2 separate regions of the Mus musculus genome follow, and region 2 is linked to region 1. The links are chromatin contacts, called in public promoter capture Hi-C maps. All regions are on one chromosome and are shown on one strand. Each heading gives the region's core, a stretch centred on a gene start, on an enhancer-like site or on the middle of the called end of the contact. The rest is flanking DNA. Distances are from core to core; before and after follow the strand shown. Region 1 holds the start of Megf9 (multiple EGF-like-domains 9). Region 2 has its middle 90 kb from the start of Gm42298.

Evidence for each region. Promoter capture Hi-C pulls out the DNA fragments that hold promoters and counts their contacts.
Region 2: a promoter capture Hi-C map of pre-B cells shows a contact between it and region 1, with 3 times the contacts expected there. The contact joins the enhancer-like site here to the promoter of Megf9 in region 1. A contact is called at or near these places in 2 of 39 promoter capture datasets (the C10 cell line and pre-B cells), 3 of 484 Hi-C or Micro-C datasets (CD8 T cells, pre-B cells and regulatory T cells) and 1 of 115 datasets of contacts at active chromatin or transcription factors (bone marrow-derived macrophages).

Annotation. Positions count from the first base shown.
Region 1 is chr4:70,533,313-70,536,605 of GRCm38.p6, reverse strand. It overlaps Megf9 (multiple EGF-like-domains 9), which reads left to right and starts at 1,678. Exons shown (of 6, transcript NM_172694.2): 1 at 1,678-2,378. The coding sequence starts at 1,784.
Region 2 is chr4:71,289,864-71,293,203 of GRCm38.p6, reverse strand. No RefSeq gene overlaps it. Among named protein-coding and RNA genes, the nearest start is that of Gm42298, 90 kb to the left of the region's middle. Within about 2 kb of position 1,898, at least 128 of the 459 cell types and tissues checked have an H3K27ac peak or open chromatin away from gene starts, as enhancers often do. A contact at or near this core is called in CD8 T cells, bone marrow-derived macrophages, pre-B cells and 1 more, where this site is marked.

The sequences.
Region 1 (3,293 bases), core at 429-2,928:
AGTTACATGGCCCTCTCATTTAGTCCCTTATTTCTTACATAGGTAGGCCTCTAAAGACACACCCAGAAACAACCTCACATTGAAAAACAGAAAATTCACACAAAACACACACCAGTGTGCATGCATTAATATCTTAAACATATCACATGAAAATACAAGTTCTTATATTTGCAGACTCACACATACAATCTTCACAGAGAGACTTACAAATGTGTTTATGCTTTCATACACAAGCTCCAACATATCCTCTCCCCACCCACTACTCACTCAGGCAAATAAATGCATGCTTTTGTTAACACACAGGAGTTCACACACAAATCTCATCCTGCCTGTCTGGTTAGAGGAGAATGACTAATGGGAAATCATGCACAAAGGCAAGCATCCTAGGAGAGGCCACGACTGGGTTTACAGTGAGGCTGTTGGGATGGAATTAAGCCATCAGATGACAAACTTGTCCTGCCAGATTGCACCTAAAAGTTGCTCAGCTGAGGCTACCATGTCCCGCAGCGCTGGATCCTGGGTGATGGTGCAAGTTTGCCTGCCTGATTTCCAACTTCCTCCAGAGTTTAATGTCATCCAGGGTCAAGCTCTGTTATCAGCCCAACCCCAATGCAGGCAACAGGCAGGAATCTCTGGGGACTCAGAGGCAATGCGGGCTGCTTTCCAACCTTAGGCTTGTCCTGACATAGTGCAACCCCAAGTGGTTAGCATTAATGACGGTTTACAACCGTGGGCCAAGCATTGGGTTAAACCCTTCAAGTACATGATTTCATTTTCACAACTCTGTGAGGGGGATGGGGTGTGCCCTCTCATCTCACCATTTACGTGGTTAAGAAAACTGCTTGAGCCACAAAACCACTCAGCAAGAGAGACAAGGAGCTGAAATTCAACCTGGTCATATTCTATTCTTTCCGAGGTTCTGAGCATAAACTGTGCATGCCAGTTTGTCTCCTCCACACCCTCTTGTGCTCAGGATGGGGCTCCAGGCCGTCCCATCTGGCTTAGTGCAGGCCCATGCCATCAGCAGGTGCTTAGTGGGGGCACAGAAGTTGGCTTGCTGAAGCCATCAGCAAGAGCTTTAATTTCCCCATCTCTGAAATGGGGTTGACAGTGTTGATACCGCAGGGCCAAGGCCGGCTGTCTTGAGCAACAGAGTGAGAGCCGAGCTCCATCTAATATATTAGCTGCCACCACCCTCGCCCGTCGCGGGGATGTAACCCAGCCCCCGCCCGAGTCCGGGTGCGGTTCCGGCGCCCCCATTGTTCAGAAGGGTGGAGACGCTGTCCACAGGGGACTCCCCGCCCCGGGTCCAGCTCGCAGCCCAGTGGAACAGATGATTTGGCCTGGAATCTGCCGCGCGGGCCGCGTCCTTTGTCTGCTCGGCGGCGTTGGATGCCCAAGGCCCGCGCCCCGCTCTGTGGGTAGACAAAGCCGGAGCCGCAGCGAACCCAGCCGGCTCCAACACCTCTCGCGCCTCCCGACGTCCCGCCCTCTTCCCTTGGAGTCCTCTGATTGGTCTGCGCCGTTACAAAGAGGCCGGGGAGCGGGCGGATCACGTGGGCCAACGCGGCTTCCGATTGGCCAGGCTTCGCTGCCTATCGAGGAGGGCGGGCAGTGCGCGCTCCGCCCAGTCGCTCCCTCCGCGTTGAGGCCCGCCCGCGGGGCCGGCCGCCTGTCAGAGGGAGGTGGCGATGGTGCTCTTGGTGGCGGCAGCGGCGGCAACGCTTTCCTTGGTCGGACGGCAGGGAGGAGAAGATGACTGACCGATCGACTGGATGAATGAATGAATGGCGGAGCCGAGCGCGCCATGAGGAGCCTGCCGAGCCTGGGCGGCCTCGCCCTGTTGTGCTGCGCGGCCGCCGCAGCCGCTTCCACAGCCTCGGCAGGGAATGTCACCGGTGGCGGCGGGGCCGAGGGGCAGGTGGTCCCGTCGCCCAGCCCGGGGCTTCGGGACCAAGCCAGCAGCCCCTTCCCTAAGACCGCGGCTCCCACCGCGCAGGCCCCGCGGACCGGTCCCCCGCGCACCACAGTCCGCAAAACCGGGGCTACAACCCCGTCAGCCGGCTCCCCGGAGATCATTCCTCCTCTTCGCACCAGCGCACAACCCGCTGCCACCCCCTTCCCGGCTCTGGACCTCTCGCCCGCCACCCCTTCGGAGGACGGACACACTCCCACCACGGAATCACCACCCTCCAGACCCGCGCCCACCACCCTTGCGAGCACAGTTGGCCAGCCGCCGACCACCTCTGTAGTCACCACCGCTCAGGCTTCCAGCACTCCAGGGACCCCAACTGCCGAGTCCCCGGACAGAAGCAGCAACAGTAGCGGAGTCCCGCCCACCGCACCTGTCACCGAAGCCCCTACTTCTCCTCCCCCAGGTGAGTCCTCTGGACCTTCCCCCAGGCACTGCCTATTTACACACCGGCCTCGTCACCCTGGCCGCTTCTTGCCCAAGAGCTTCCCAAGGGAAGATCCGAGCTCCAGTTAAAGTAAACCCCCAATCCCTCCAAATCTAGAAAGTCTTTTGTCCCCCAACCTGGTGCCATGCTCCATCCAGAGGGAGCTGCTGCTATATGGAAGGCTTAGGGTCTCTTCCTAAAACAGGGTTTTCTGGCCTTTGTCAGAGTCCCAGAATGGACACAAACTTTTGTATTGGATCCGCCCAGAAGGCCACCCTACCTGGGATATTTGGGGGAAAGTTTGAAAGCTAGGATGGTGCTTTATCAATGCGCAGGTAAAAACCTTTACGGGATTCCCCCAGATGAACAATGTAGTTTGCTTACAAACAGAAACGGCATTGTAGTCCGTGTTTTCTCTGCAAATAAGTAGATTTTATAGGTCATTTGGGACAGGTGTGTATCTAGGTTGAGCAAGTTTATAAATTAGGTTAAATCCCTTCCTTGCACCACTTCATTCTGTCTCAGTTCCAAGGTCAGTAATTGAGCAAATGCCATTTGAGCAGGGATGCCCATCTTTGCCCCTTTTTAAAGTAGGATGTTCATTACTGCTGATGCTGACATGCCAATTTCTGTTTGAACTCACAATAGGAAATGCAGCTCTTCTGCTGGTGAAAGTGTTCAAGCAAAGTTAAGATACAACTGCTGTTCTTTCACCCTTTTGCATCTTAAATAGGCCAGGAACTCAACCAATAAGGCCTACGTCTTTAAGAAATTCAGCAAGTTTTCTGAGATCTTTTGCTTTGCATTGGGGTGGAGATTTGCCCAGAGCACTTACTTGTCTAGCTTGATCTGATTGTTGACCTAATTCTTAGGCTCAGTGGTTTACTGTGGAGT
Region 2 (3,340 bases), core at 649-3,148, 760 kb before region 1:
TCCCCTTTCCTAGGTAGTGCTTTCTATGCCTTAACAGCGGCAGCTGAGATCTGAGCATATGCTCCCCAATGATAATTTGTTTGGTTAGCAGCGTGTTGTCCCTGACCTGTGAGTAATTCAAAAGTCCATGTTATTTGGTTCCCTTCCATGGTAGCATTCGCCCTTGCTTGCGTCTGGCAGAAATCTTGCCACAATGCTTTCCATTCAAGATACATTCCCATATTTGGAGCATTAGCTTTTATCACCGTTGTCCAGTGTCCGGGAGTCATTGCCAAGGCCGCAAGCCTTTCGACCTGTGCCACAGTGAAATTAGCACGGACTCCATAGTTATGGACCGACTCGGCAAGCTCTTTAATCTGTTGATATTCTGCAGGAGCATGTATGCGTCTTGCACCATCTCCAGCATTGAAAACTGGAAAAGCCATCTGAATCTTTTTTAATTCCTCCTGAGGCAGAAAGGAACTAGCACCATATCTTGATTCATATGGTGGAGGCGCTGAGGGCTTGGGTGTCGGCTGTATGCCCCCCCTTTTATTAACTCTTTGTTGTACTCTTTGATCAGGGCCATACCTTTCCTCTTCATATCTTGCTTCTTCCTCTTCTAATTCTGCCTCTTCACTAGGGTCTAAATCATCAGAATCTGAGCTATCAAGTTCTAGGGCTTCTAGCTCTCGGGTAAGATAAATATTACTAAGTTTACCTGTAGGGGGCGCGTTTTCACCTTCCCCTTTTTTCACTCCCCCCTTTTCTAACTTCCAGGGAGGTCCTTTTTCCTTAGACATGTCTTTTTTCTTTTTATGAGCTCCTAATCTCTCGCTCTGTTCGGTTTCTGACATGCTGTCCTGAACCACCTCTAACGTTTCTTGTCCCTCAACCACTGCAGGTTGGCAGGTCTCATCTTCTAAGCAGTTCTTTATTAATTTCCAAATTGCCTTAGTGCCTAGGTGTAAGTCTCCTTCCTAAAAGTTTTCTATCTAGGTCTCTTCCTAGTTTATTCCACGAGGCTGTGATCAGCGAACCTGAACAAGCATACCGTGGGGCAACACGGTCAATCTCTTTGACAAAATTTTGTAGAGTGCATGTGGCAATCTTGAGGTCTTTCTGCTTAAGGACAATTTGCAATGCGTCCACAATTGACTGTGATGACCCCATTGTGCCTGCGGTTTATCTACATCCGACTTAAGGCACACTGAAGCAGAAAGTGAAAGTAAAATGCCATGCTCCGCTTCAAAAGCAGAAGTTCGTCCCTGAAGCAGAAGTCTGCTCTCAAAGCAGAAGTTTGCTCCCCGAGCAGAAGTGAAAGTAAAGTGTCACGCTCTGCTCTCTTATCTATGAGAGACTGACTGAGCTTGACAGTGCTGCTGCTTATTTATGTAGGACTGACCACACGTCAATAAACACAATAAGACATCGGGAGAAAGAAAACAAACGCCAGGGTTACAAAAACCAAAGCTTCTACTGACCCGTCCCACGGTGATTCTAGATTGAGACCAAAGTCAAAGGGAACAACAGGCTCATGGTCAGACATGCCTCTCCGAACTTACCTTCCACTGCAGTTCTGGATCCGCCCCGTTTCCGGGGGGTGGGGGGGGAGTCTCCTCAGTGCCTGCGATGTTGTAGAATTCGCGGGATTTCAGCACCATATGTCCCCGTGTGATAAGGAGTCTCGCCAGCGAGGACACACACACAGGACACACTCGGATCCTTCTATAGCAAAGCTTTAATGCATCTCGAGAGAAAGATGATCAGCTTCTGGGGAGGAGACCCAGAACACAGGAAACTCGGTCCTTAAATAGACCACTAGAGCAGTTGGAGATGTTTTTCACCCTGACTGGTTGCTCACCATCAGCCCAGAAGACGCCACGGGACAAGCAGGGCACAAGGAATGGAAAAATACTCTAGCACATGCGCAGACTACTTGTTTACCAGTTAGAACACCGGGTGTCAGCGCCATCTTGTAATGGCGATTGCAAGGGCGTCTCCTCACAAGCACCTAAAGAAGTGTTCAACATACTTAGTCATCAGGGAAATTCAACATCCTTAGTTATCAGGGAAATGCAAATCAAAACAACTCTGAGATTCCACCTCACAACAGTCAGAATGGCTACACTCATTAATTAATTAATTTACTTTCCATGCAGATTGCATCTTCCCAGACATCTCTTCCCAGGATCCCCATCACAAATTACTTCCCCATTTTCCAGAGAAGGTGAAAACCACCCTAGGTACCACCCCACCCAGGGACATCAAGTAACAGCAGGACTAAGTGTATCCTTTCCCTCTGAGTTCCCACCAAGCAGTCCAGCTAGGGTAAGCATTATCCAGTGGCAAGTAACAGAGTCAGATACATCCCTTGCTCCAAATGTTATGGGACCCACATGAAAATCAAGCTAGCTATATTTGCTAGAAATATGTAGATGGAATATTCTAGCCCCTGCATACTGTTTGGTTGGTGGTTCAGTTTCTGTGAGTCCCCATGGGCCTAGGTTAGTTGATTCCATAAGTCTTCTTATGATATTCTTGATCTCTATGGCTCACACAATCCTATCTCCAACTTTTCCACAAGACTCCCCATCTGTTTCCATTGCTAGATGAAGCGTCTCATAAAACCACTATGCTAGGCTTCTGTCTGCAAGCCAAGCAAAGTATCATTAATAGTGTCAGAGGTTAAGGCATGTATCTCAATTTGAGTCAAGCATTGGTTACATAGTCCCTGAATCTCTGTACTCCATTTTTATACATACATATTTTCTAGGCAGGACAAATTTTAGGTCGAATGTTTTGTGGTTGGGTTGATGTCTTCCTCCCTCTACTGGCATACTACTTGGCTACAAAAGTTGGCCACTGCAGTCTTCATATCTCAGCTGCTAGGAGTCTCAGCTATGGCTGCCCCTGTAGGCTTTGGGAATTTCCCCATACCAGGTCTCCTTTTGGCCGCCATATACTAAAAGTAGAATGATACAGAGATGAGTGTGGTCCTTGAGCATGGACTACTTTCTTTAAGTGATAAAGAAACCAAATTGCAAAGAGTCTGACCATGCTGTTTGTCTGGTGAGTGATAAGCCCTAAACCATATATATTACTTATGTTGCTTTAATGGGCAGTTGTTATACCATTATTGCTTCAGAAGCCTCAGGAGGTAGACATCATTCTTTGTTTCATTAGATAAAACAAGTGTTTCAATTTTAGAAAGCTACTATTCTTAGAAGAGTTTAATTCTATTTAGTGTGTATGTGTGTGTGTGTATGTGTGTGTGTGTTATGTGTGCACACATGTGCCACAGTGTATGTGTTGACGGTCAATAATAGCTTTGTACAGTCTGCTCTGTGCTTCTACCTTC